2 separate regions of the Rattus norvegicus genome follow, and region 1 is linked to region 2. A link is a contact called in public Hi-C data. All regions are on one chromosome and are shown on one strand. The core of a region is the stretch at or near the end of the contact, and the rest is flanking DNA. Distances in the headings are between cores, read along the strand shown.

Region 1 (5,098 bases), core at 2,552-5,051, 340 kb after region 2:
CTTGTTGCCTAGGAAGAGGCTAATCAAAACACTGATCCCTGAAGTTCCAGCCTTATCCAGTCTTGTCAAGTGTCCCACCCTTGCTCAATAGATCCTAATTGGAACTGGCCCTTTTCGAGGTCACTCCAAACTGACATGGTTGGTAGCATCTCAGACCTTCATGATCCCATGAATGCGTTCAAGACACAATGACGCAATTCCCATCTCCTCCCTCCCTTGTCCTTTTGTCCCCCACATCCCAGCTTGCTTCAGCTACCGTATGATCATTTTCATGTACACACATGAGCCCAAAGCTTTCAACGTCTTGCCAGAAATCACTGTGACTCCCTCTTTCAAAGGCAGTGTTGATAATCCCGTTAGATTCACAAAGAGCTTAGTGGGAACCAGCACTGGCGGAATTAAATGTGTAGTCTCACCAAACGGAGCCGCAAATCTGTTACTAAGATAATGATGGTTGTGGTAGGTGTTGATACGTTCACATTATTCTAGCTTGATTTCCGTTGCAGTGAAGGAGAAATGACCGTGAACAACTCGGAAAGAATAGGGTTCATTTTATCCTCCGATGTATAGTCACCACGAAGAGAAGTCAGGCCGGGAACTCGAAGCCAGGATCTAGAGGCAGAAATTGAAGTAGTACCACAAAGGAGTGCTTCCTACTGGCTTGCCCAGCCTGCTTTGTCACGGCACCCAGGACCATCTGGCCCAGTGATGGTTACTGCTCCCAGTCAGCTGGGTCCTCACTGCACCATGGTCTTGCTACAGACAATCTGAGGGAAGCATTTTCTCAACTGAGTTTCTTCTTCCCAGACAACTGCCAGCTGGTGTTCCGCTGACAAAAACCTAACCAGGACACACATTCTTCATGTTAAAGAAGAAGTATATTAAATCCAGCACCTTTAGTGTGATCCTTATGTCCTCCCCATCCACAGTTCTCCCTGTGGTTCATTCAAAAGCAAGATATAAGCCTTCTTTCCAAGGGAGTCCTGCCCCCTGTTAGAATTCTCGTCTGTGTGAGAGCCTTCTTTTGTGTATGTCTTGCTCATTTTCTGACTTAGAAATCCCTTCCAGAGTCACGGTACTTAATTTGGCTTTAGAATTTGGGAGAACGAGCTATTTTTAAGATCAGCAATCTCTCTTGTTCCCATTTGCATCGTGGAACAGAATGGACTCAGGCCAAGAGACCTGAGTCTTGTTCTCAACACCTTGACATCAGATTTCCCTTCCCTTAGAGCAAGAATGGTTTTAGGGGCTCTGGAGAGAGCTCAGTGATTCAAATGCTTGACACTCAGGCCACCCATCTAAGACACTTAACCAATGAGCTCCAGGTTCAGTGAGTGAAAATGTCTATACATGGATGGGTGGGTGGATGGATGGATGATGGATGGGTGGGTGGGGGTGGGTGGATGGATGGATGGATGGATGATGGGTGGGTGGGTGGGTGGATGGATGGATGATGGATGGGTGGGTGGGTGGGTGGATGGATGGATGATGGATGGGTGGGTGGGTGGGTGGATGGGTGGGTGGTGGGTGGGTGGATGGATGGATAGATAGATAGATAGATAGGTAGATAGATGAATGATAAATAAGTTGGACTATGCTCATACAAACATCCCTAATTAAACCCAGTGGTGCACACAAGCAGGAACACACACACACACACACACACACACACACAAGATTCAAAGGTAGGAGGGGGACTTGTTGGAAGGTTTCAGTTGGGGAAGGAGGAGGAGAGAGGGGAGTAAGGGGTGAAATAAGTAAAGTTTGTCAGAAGCATTATGAAACTGCCAAATAGCAAAAACTAAATAAATATGAAGTATTATCGTCCACAAAAAGCCGCTGTCTAACCCAGTGTCTTTTGGTAAAGCCATTCCCTTAGGAACCACCCCCCTTTCCCTGTACATATATTGGGGAGGTGCTTACAATGAGAAAGAACGGGGTAATGCTTATTTTAGAGTATTTCGTTGACCCACCACTATTCTGATTTCTGTTATGCTCACACATACATACAGGAGCCTAAACTGGAGATAATCAAGGCTGACACCGGTGGACATGCTTATGTGGAAGGAAGGAATCCCAGGAGGCCTCAGGAGGCTCAGCCTTAGTAGCCTGCAATTCAACAAAAAGAGCCACAGGCAACCAAGGAATGCTGGGAGCTGAGAAATAGGCTCCCCGGGGAAGAGCATGCCAACTGGTTAATCATTAGCAACGGTCAGCTCAGAAAACCGACCCACAAGTAGTAGCACTACTGAGTAGGTTGCATTTTCTTATTTAGGAATATATACATATATGTATACATATAAGACAATATGTTGAGGAAACATGGTTAGACACTTTGAGCATCAAAACTGTGTCCCATTCTTCATGGGCGCCACCCCCCCCCCGCCCCCATGAAAAGAAAGCCATTCGTCCGCCACTCTTGTCAATCACGGACTCTCAGCAGCGTTTCTGCCGGGAACAGGAACTGTGTAACTCAAGGTCAGGTCCCTTACCTGGAAAAAGTTAACGCTCTGTCAAGGCAACACAGAAAAAGTATTTGGGAAGACCTTTTCAGAATCCTGGACTAGTCCAACTCTATCCCGTAAAAATCATTACAAAGATTTAATGGTTAAACACAAAACAGGGAGCTGTGAGGGGAGAAGCCAAGCGCCCACGCGAGGCAAGGCAAATTGGAAGAATGACTATTTATCCCACACACGCTGAATTTAGTCATTCAGCGAAATGTGCACTCTACTTACAGAAGTTTGTTACATGAGGAAATAATGCGCATGTCCTAACCCTACGGAGCAAGAAAGGTGGAGTTCATTCTCTACATTCCCACTGTCTCCAAAAGCTATCAAAGGTCCATCCTGATGGGAGACCTGGGAGCCAGATTGGACCCTTGAAGGCGACTCCTGGCTGATTCCACGTAGTCGCGCTCCCTCTAGTGGTGAAAGTCGAGATGGCAGCCCTCTAGTTGAACCATCATCTCCCTGGGAAAAGGCACTGGTGTTTTGCCCAACCTCTGAAGTTCTGCCTGTGTGTTTCAGAAGCTCAATGGTAAATTTTAGAACAAGATGTCTGACAAGAGCTCCCTCTTAATTAGGACATCTCGCTTGTTTGCAACGATTGTGGCACTTACAAAAGACCATATGTCTCTGAGATGGTCCTTGGCAGGACGTCTCCAGTGTTTACCAAATCTATTTTGTATGCCGTGCTAATAATAGTGCCACGGGTCCCCAGGCGGAGTGAGGGGGACTGAGGGCTTCTTGTTTCTGTTGGTACTCGGGATTCTGCCCCCGGAATATGAAAGGCCTCTTAGTTCTCGAGCGAGGACTCAAACGGGGCTCAAAGTTTCCCAAAAGCTGTTATTTTGGGAAACATTTATCTCAAGGGCTAAACTGTAATCTTTTGACAAATCAACATTGAGCAATGCTCTTCGCTTCGCCATCTTCCAGACTCTAAACGACTGCTCTTAATGGAAATTCACAAGTTAACACCGAAGCCATTTAACAAGCACATCTGTAGCTCTGTCCCTGGAACCATACTCTGAAATTTCTTAACTTAAGAAATAAGAAAGTCAAGCTGGGTAGAGTGGAAGATTTTTCTAAGCACAGTGCTTGGGGATGAGGGGGTCTGAGGCAAAGGGTCACGAGTTTGAGGGCAATCTGGGTTACAGTGAGAGTCCCAGCTGCCCTGGGTGACATAACAAGACCGTAAGAAAGGTGAACTCTAATTTAGAGAGCAAGAGTGATTCCCACGACTAGCAGTAACCAGCCCAGGACCACCAAACTGGGTTTGCACAGCACACAGTGCATCTTGGTAGTGCTGTGTGCTTGAAATCAAAGTGAATGGGCGTGCCTACACTATCACCCACACGGCCAATAGAAACACTAAGCAGTCGTTTTTGTTTTGCTTGCTGTCATGGCAACGAAACGCATGTGCAGGTCATCTTTTCATTCCCCGGGGGCAAGTTTTGTTGTCCTGGAGACACAGCACTGTCAGTCACGTGAGCGCAAAGTTTCATGACCTTTTATAAAAATTTACAAATTACTGACTATAGGCATTATCCAAGAGTAAACATCCTGAAAGTCAGACAAGTCAGATGTGTTTTATGTGCAAAGCACTTATTGGACAGCAAATATCTCTTCTTTTAAAAAATGTATGTGTGGGGCTGGGGATTTAGCTCAGTGGTAGAGCGCTTACCTAGGAAGCGCAAGGCCCTGGGTTCGGTCCCCAGCTCCGAAAAAAAGAACCAAAAAAAAAAAATGTGTGTGTGTGTGTGTGTGTGTGTGTGTGTGTGTGTGTGTGTGTGTGGATGACACATGTGTATACCCACAACTGGAGTTATCAAGTGATAAGGAACCTCCAGTCATACTAAACTCAGGTTGTCTTGACCACCAAGTGCTCTTAGCAGCTGGGCATTTGCCCAGACTAAAGCCCTTTCCTTTGGTTATGATGGTTAAAACTTTGAGTTTTTCTTGTCTTGGTAATAACTCAGTGGTTGTGAGGGATACGCTCCTTCGTGGTGACCTGATTAGAGACTGGAAAGACTATTGGCCTTCTTCTCCCCACTTGGGAACTAATGACCATGGAGCAACAATTTATAAAGGACTTAGAAGCAGGGCCTGGAGAGACGGCTCAGCGGTTAAGAGCACTGACTGCTCTTCCAGAGGTCCTGAGTTCAAATCCCAGCAACCACATGGTGGCTCACAACCATCTGTAATGGGATCTGATGCCCTCTTCTGGTGTGTCTGAAGACAGTTACTGTGTACTCATACACATAAGTAAATAATTCTTTAAAGAAAGAAAGAACTTAGAAGAAGTGGCCCCCAGTGGCATGAAATGACCACTGATAACTAGCCTGAGGACGGGGGAGGGGGGTGTTCAATGAGTAAAAAGCTTGCCTCAAGACAGGGGCCCCACAGGAAGACCAACAGTCAACTAACCTGGACCCCTGGGGGCTCCAAGAAACTGAATCACCAACCAAAGAGCATACACGGGCTGACCTAGGCCCCCTGCACGTATGTAGCAGATGAGCAGCTTGGTCTTCATGCGGGTCCCCCAAACACTGGAGCAGGGGCTGTCCCTGAGCCTGTTGCCTACCTGCCTGCCTGTG
Region 2 (4,729 bases), core at 1,390-3,889:
GACCTGCCTTTGGAATGCCAATCATTCTGTGGCCCTCCACAGATCTGCTACATTGGAAAAGGATCTGTACCTTACCACACAGAATGTGGAGGGAACAGATCCTGCCTGGGGTTGTTGCTAAGGCGCTGTTCTAGCTACATAAATCAATTATCAAGCATTAACCTTAGTTTCAAAGGACAAGGGATCTCTCTCTCTCTCTCTCTCTCTCTCTCTCTCTCTCTCTCTCTCTCTCTCACTGACATAAGAAGGGGAATGGCTCCCTGGTGGGACAATGGTCACCCCAGCCTTTCATACACTCCAGCCATTCTGTGACGTTAAGTATTGTCTGGTTTATCTTTTCAATTTTATACTTTCTCCTCCCCTTATCCCTTCCTGTTTCCTCTAGCAATATTTATTCTTTTTGATATGCCTCCACTTCTTTCATGGGGACACAAGGAGAGGATCGTAGTCATCTAGAAAGGCAGCCAGGTTGTCCCCTCTTTAAAAAGCACACAGCTAATAGATACTCCTTCCCCATCACCAGGCGAAGACCAGAGGCACTGTTCACAGAGGGGTGTGCCTCACCCTCACCTTCCCTACCCTTTTCCCCCTCCATTTCCTATCAAGACCCCCAACTCCCTCTCCAATTCATGACCTCTTCTTTGTTATATTTTCTTACATGCATGTGTTTATATACATATATGTATACAAGTGTAAATGTATACACACACACTAAGTCCTTTTAGCGCTGCTCTTAGGGCTAATAACCTATTAGTTGAATTATTGCTGGAGAAGATCCATTCTTCCTCTATAGGAAGCCTTCAATTGCCTAGAGCACTTCACCTAGGGGGAGGAACCCTGTAGGATTTCCCCCATCCACATTGATACATCAACGGGTTTCGCTATTATGCAGGGCATGTGTAGGCAATCATACTGTTGAGATGTCATGGGCACAGCTTTCCTATCATATACAGAAGATGCTATCCTGCTGCAGACATCCCGGTCCTCTGGTTCTGACCGTCCTTCTACCCCCTCTTCTGTGATGGTCCCTGGGCCTTAGGTGCAGGAGTTGTGTTGTAGATGGATTACCAGAGCTGGGCACCTCATGCTCCGTTGTTCACTACATTTTGAACAGATTTGGATGTAGACGCCATTACAGAAATCTAGCATGTTTATTACCTCCCTCTTGCTGGTCTGAAATATTTGCTGCCACTCACTCATACATGTAGCCTTTGCCTGGTTTTCCAAGAGCTGAAAGGTCCTCTGAGTCCCTGATGGCACCATGACATAGATGGATTTCTGTTCCTATGGGCAAGTCACCATAAAAGGAATGGGGAAAGCAAGCATTTAAGAGACTTTTTTCCTAAAATATGAATGCCTGTACCCTTCAATTTCAGACTGTAGGTAAGCAGTCTGGTATATACATTCTCGGAGGTGGGAGGTTGGACTTTCACTCCATGAAAGTGTGGAAGCAGTATACCACTGTGCTCACTAGGATTCTGAGATAAGAAGACAACATAGACCACCTGTTCTATTGTAGGTTGAAGCTGTGTAGAATAACAGGGGGATAATAAGCACATATAAGCAGTGTTACCATCAGAAAAACCATTACAGGATTTCCCTAGTATAACTAGTCCCTTCCTCTACCTTTGGAAGAACTAAACGCTTAAAGAACACCATATTAGACTTTTGACTGATGATTTTCAGTTTATTTACCTCAACCCATCACCTCTATAATTTCAAAATAGGAAATGAATGTGTTAAGAACCAAACCAAGGGGGGGTTGGGGATTTAGCTCAGTGGTAGAGCGCTTGCCTAGGAAGCTCAAGGCCCTGGGTTCGGTCCCCAGCTCCGGAAAAAAAAAAAAAAAAAAAAAAAAAAAGAACCAAACCAAGAAGCTAGGGAGAAGACCAAGGTTCTTCCCAAGCGCTGACCTTGTCGATTGGCCTGGCCTGGTACCAGCCCCCGGGGCTGGTGTTCTTATGAGAGGAAGGCAGGGTGCTTTCTCCTTTCAGCCCTTGGGGTCTGTTCTCTGGCCTGATTTAAGTTGCAAAGTGTACATACATAGAGGGTTGGGGAGAATGATAGCTTGGGAATGTAGTGCTGGGACGTAGTACCCACGGAAAAACAAATTCCTCTTCCGGTGGTCCTCCGGGTGCACAAGCTTTCTCGTTAAACTGAAAAGGCTTGCTCACCTTATTTTCCTGTTTAAACGACTTCTTTCTCCAAGAAATCTTTAGAGGCAGAAAATAGGTGTACGAAATGGAGAACATTTTGCATTGCTAGATTGTCTTAAGTCATTAGACAGTTCAACTCATGACTAATCAGCTTTTAGTAAGACAAACCAGAAGTGAGAGAGACGTTTTCACCGCCAAACCGGATGCTTATTGGCCTGTGATCGTTAGATAGGGAAGACCTCTATTAGCCAAGATCCAAAACCAGAAGACCTCTGTCTCCTACACAGTTTTTAGCTTCAAAGTCTAGAAAATCAGCAATTGTCCACCAGGAAGCTGCCCACTGCCCAGGAGGCCCGAAATACCAATTTATCAAATGCCTACGCCTTGCCATAACCTTATTCTGGCTGCTGCCCTAACTGCTCTGCAAGGGCCAGCCAGCCAGCCCTGAGGAGCTCCTCAGAGGTTGACGGCCGATGGGCTCCCCCTAGAGGCCAATGATGCTTCGGAGCGAGAAAGGCACCATGGCAGGTTGCCAGGAAACCGACTCCTTGGAGCCACTGCAGAAAAACACAGGAGCGCAGGGTCCCCTGTTAGCGCATTGTTTGGTTAGAGGATTTCGTCTCTCTGGAGTACATAACTGAGTGCAGATCCCCGTCTAAAACCAAGAAGAAATGGGACTCTGTGAATCCCAGAGGGGGAGTTTCTTTTATCATCATCACCACCACCACCACCACCACCACCGCTTTCTGCTTCTTGGGGGCCGACTCCCTCTCTTGCTTTGCTTACACTCCTGGTATTTATTTTCTACAGCAGCTCTTGCAAAGACAAGGTAGAACTGGAGGGAGCCCTATGTTCAGGAAAGTAGATGGCTAAGCTCCAGCAGTCAGCAGAGCAATGTGCATGTCGCTCCTGTGGTGCATACCTACAGAGCCCCTTTTCCTCTGAAAAGCTGACAGAACAATCTCGGCCTTGAATTTTTTTTCTTCTTCTGCCCCAGCAAGATACCATAAGGTTTTAGAAAATGCAACTTAGGAGGGAAGGCGCTAAAGAAAATCACACAGCATTTTCTGTGGTTATTATGTTTGTGTACCATTTTAAGATGTGTAGTTAGTAGCGTAGCTGGAGCCAAATCTTTCATAATTCTGATTATTATTTGAATGGTCTTCGTGTACTTTAGAATGAATTTTACAATTGTTTTCCTTACCCCCTCAGCTCTGTGTTGCCATGCCTTTTTCTAGGTGCGAACCCCGTGGGTGTGTTATTTAAAGCATCGTTCTTTCCCACTCAGACTCTCTCTCTTTCCCTGTTCCGTTGCTGTTTCAGAAGGCATATGTGTGTGTGTCAGAGGTCTGTCAGGACAGCCAGCCCACTAAGAATAGAGTGAAGCCTATATTATTTATAGAAGCAGAGCCACACCCAAGAAGTTGGGGGAGTGAGAGGCTGAGGAAGGGCTAGGGGTACAGAGAACCCCGCCCCCATCAGCCCTGGGGTGGGGGGGAGTGGAGCAAATGAACTTGTAGGAGCTTGCAGGAGAAGGCAGGGAATGAGGTCAGGCACGCCCAGCCTGAGGTGAGTGTCAGGAAGACCTGGTGCAGTCAGCAGGAGAATCTTGCCTCTGCCTCTGGTGATCAAGCTGAGGTTAGCGCAGGTTAGCAAAAGCAGAGGGTCTCTAGGAAGTGGGAACAGGACAAAGAGGGCACGGAACTGCCTGTCTCCTCTCTGGCTCTCGAAGCATCTAATCATGACTGAACTCCTCACCTGGGTGCTAACTGTCTCCATTCTACTTTCCTAATGGTGCAAATGCTGCTTTCGGTCAACTCTAACCAGGAGCCATAGAAGGAAAAAAGATTGTGAGAGTCGTTGTGCCAGCACAGCCAGGTGGATCTGAAACAAAACTGAGTATTTTAACATTGAGCTTTATGTGCCGCATACGTGATTATAAATTTCTTATTTATCTGAATATAAATACCGAGAACGAAGCACAAACCGAATTTCCCACCGAGGAACTTGGAAATGGCAACTTGGACACCCAGTCACCTGGGTACCAACAGCTTCCTGGGAGCCTTCTTTGGGGCCAGAGTTCAGTTTGCCGAGGGCCCCTGGTAACCTGCACATCAGGGCGCACCACTAATAAAGGAAAGGAAACAACGCTGTGTGAACCATCCAGGAGACTCATTAGTTCACATGATTGAAAAGCTCGGACTTCCGGCATGAATTGGTCGGAACTCCAAACGCATTTCTTTGGCATTCTTCTTCCTCTGGTAGCTTTGCAGGGCACTGGTCCACGGTGCTGCAGCTATACACGTGAGAGATAAGACAGCATGCTTCTCTGCTAGAAAACAAATCCACTTTGGATTGAGTTACAGGAGCACCCCCCCCCCCGGTATGTCCAGGGAAAAACCATGAGACAAGTGGTTATGGGAGACAACACTCGTGGGGTCGTGGTGTCAGTTACTCATGATTTAGCACAGCCAGGGCATGTATGACAAAATTACTTTACTAGCAATAACAGAATATTATACTACAAGGCTTAGTCTACAGAAATTTAATTTTGTGTAGCTCTGGAGACTAGA

What was found. A called contact is a pair of places that touch in the nucleus more often than the background predicts.
Region 1: a contact with region 2 is called in a Hi-C map of Schwann cells, with 15 times the contacts expected there. The contact joins two enhancer-like sites. A contact is called at or near these places in 6 of 12 Hi-C or Micro-C datasets (Schwann cells, frontal cortex, hepatocytes and 3 more).

Annotation. Positions count from the first base shown.
Region 1 is chr17:17,531,825-17,536,922 of GRCr8, forward strand. All of the region lies in intron 1 of LOC120097909 (a long non-coding RNA gene), which reads left to right. Among named protein-coding and RNA genes, the nearest start is that of Rnf144b, 230 kb to the right of the region's middle. Within about 2 kb of position 3,802, at least 6 of the 93 cell types and tissues checked have an H3K27ac peak or open chromatin away from gene starts, as enhancers often do. A contact at or near this core is called in Schwann cells, where this site is marked.
Region 2 is chr17:17,195,347-17,200,075 of GRCr8, forward strand. No RefSeq gene overlaps it. Among named protein-coding and RNA genes, the nearest start is that of Rnf144b, 570 kb to the right of the region's middle. Within about 2 kb of position 2,640, at least 5 of the 93 cell types and tissues checked have an H3K27ac peak or open chromatin away from gene starts, as enhancers often do. A contact at or near this core is called in Schwann cells, where this site is marked.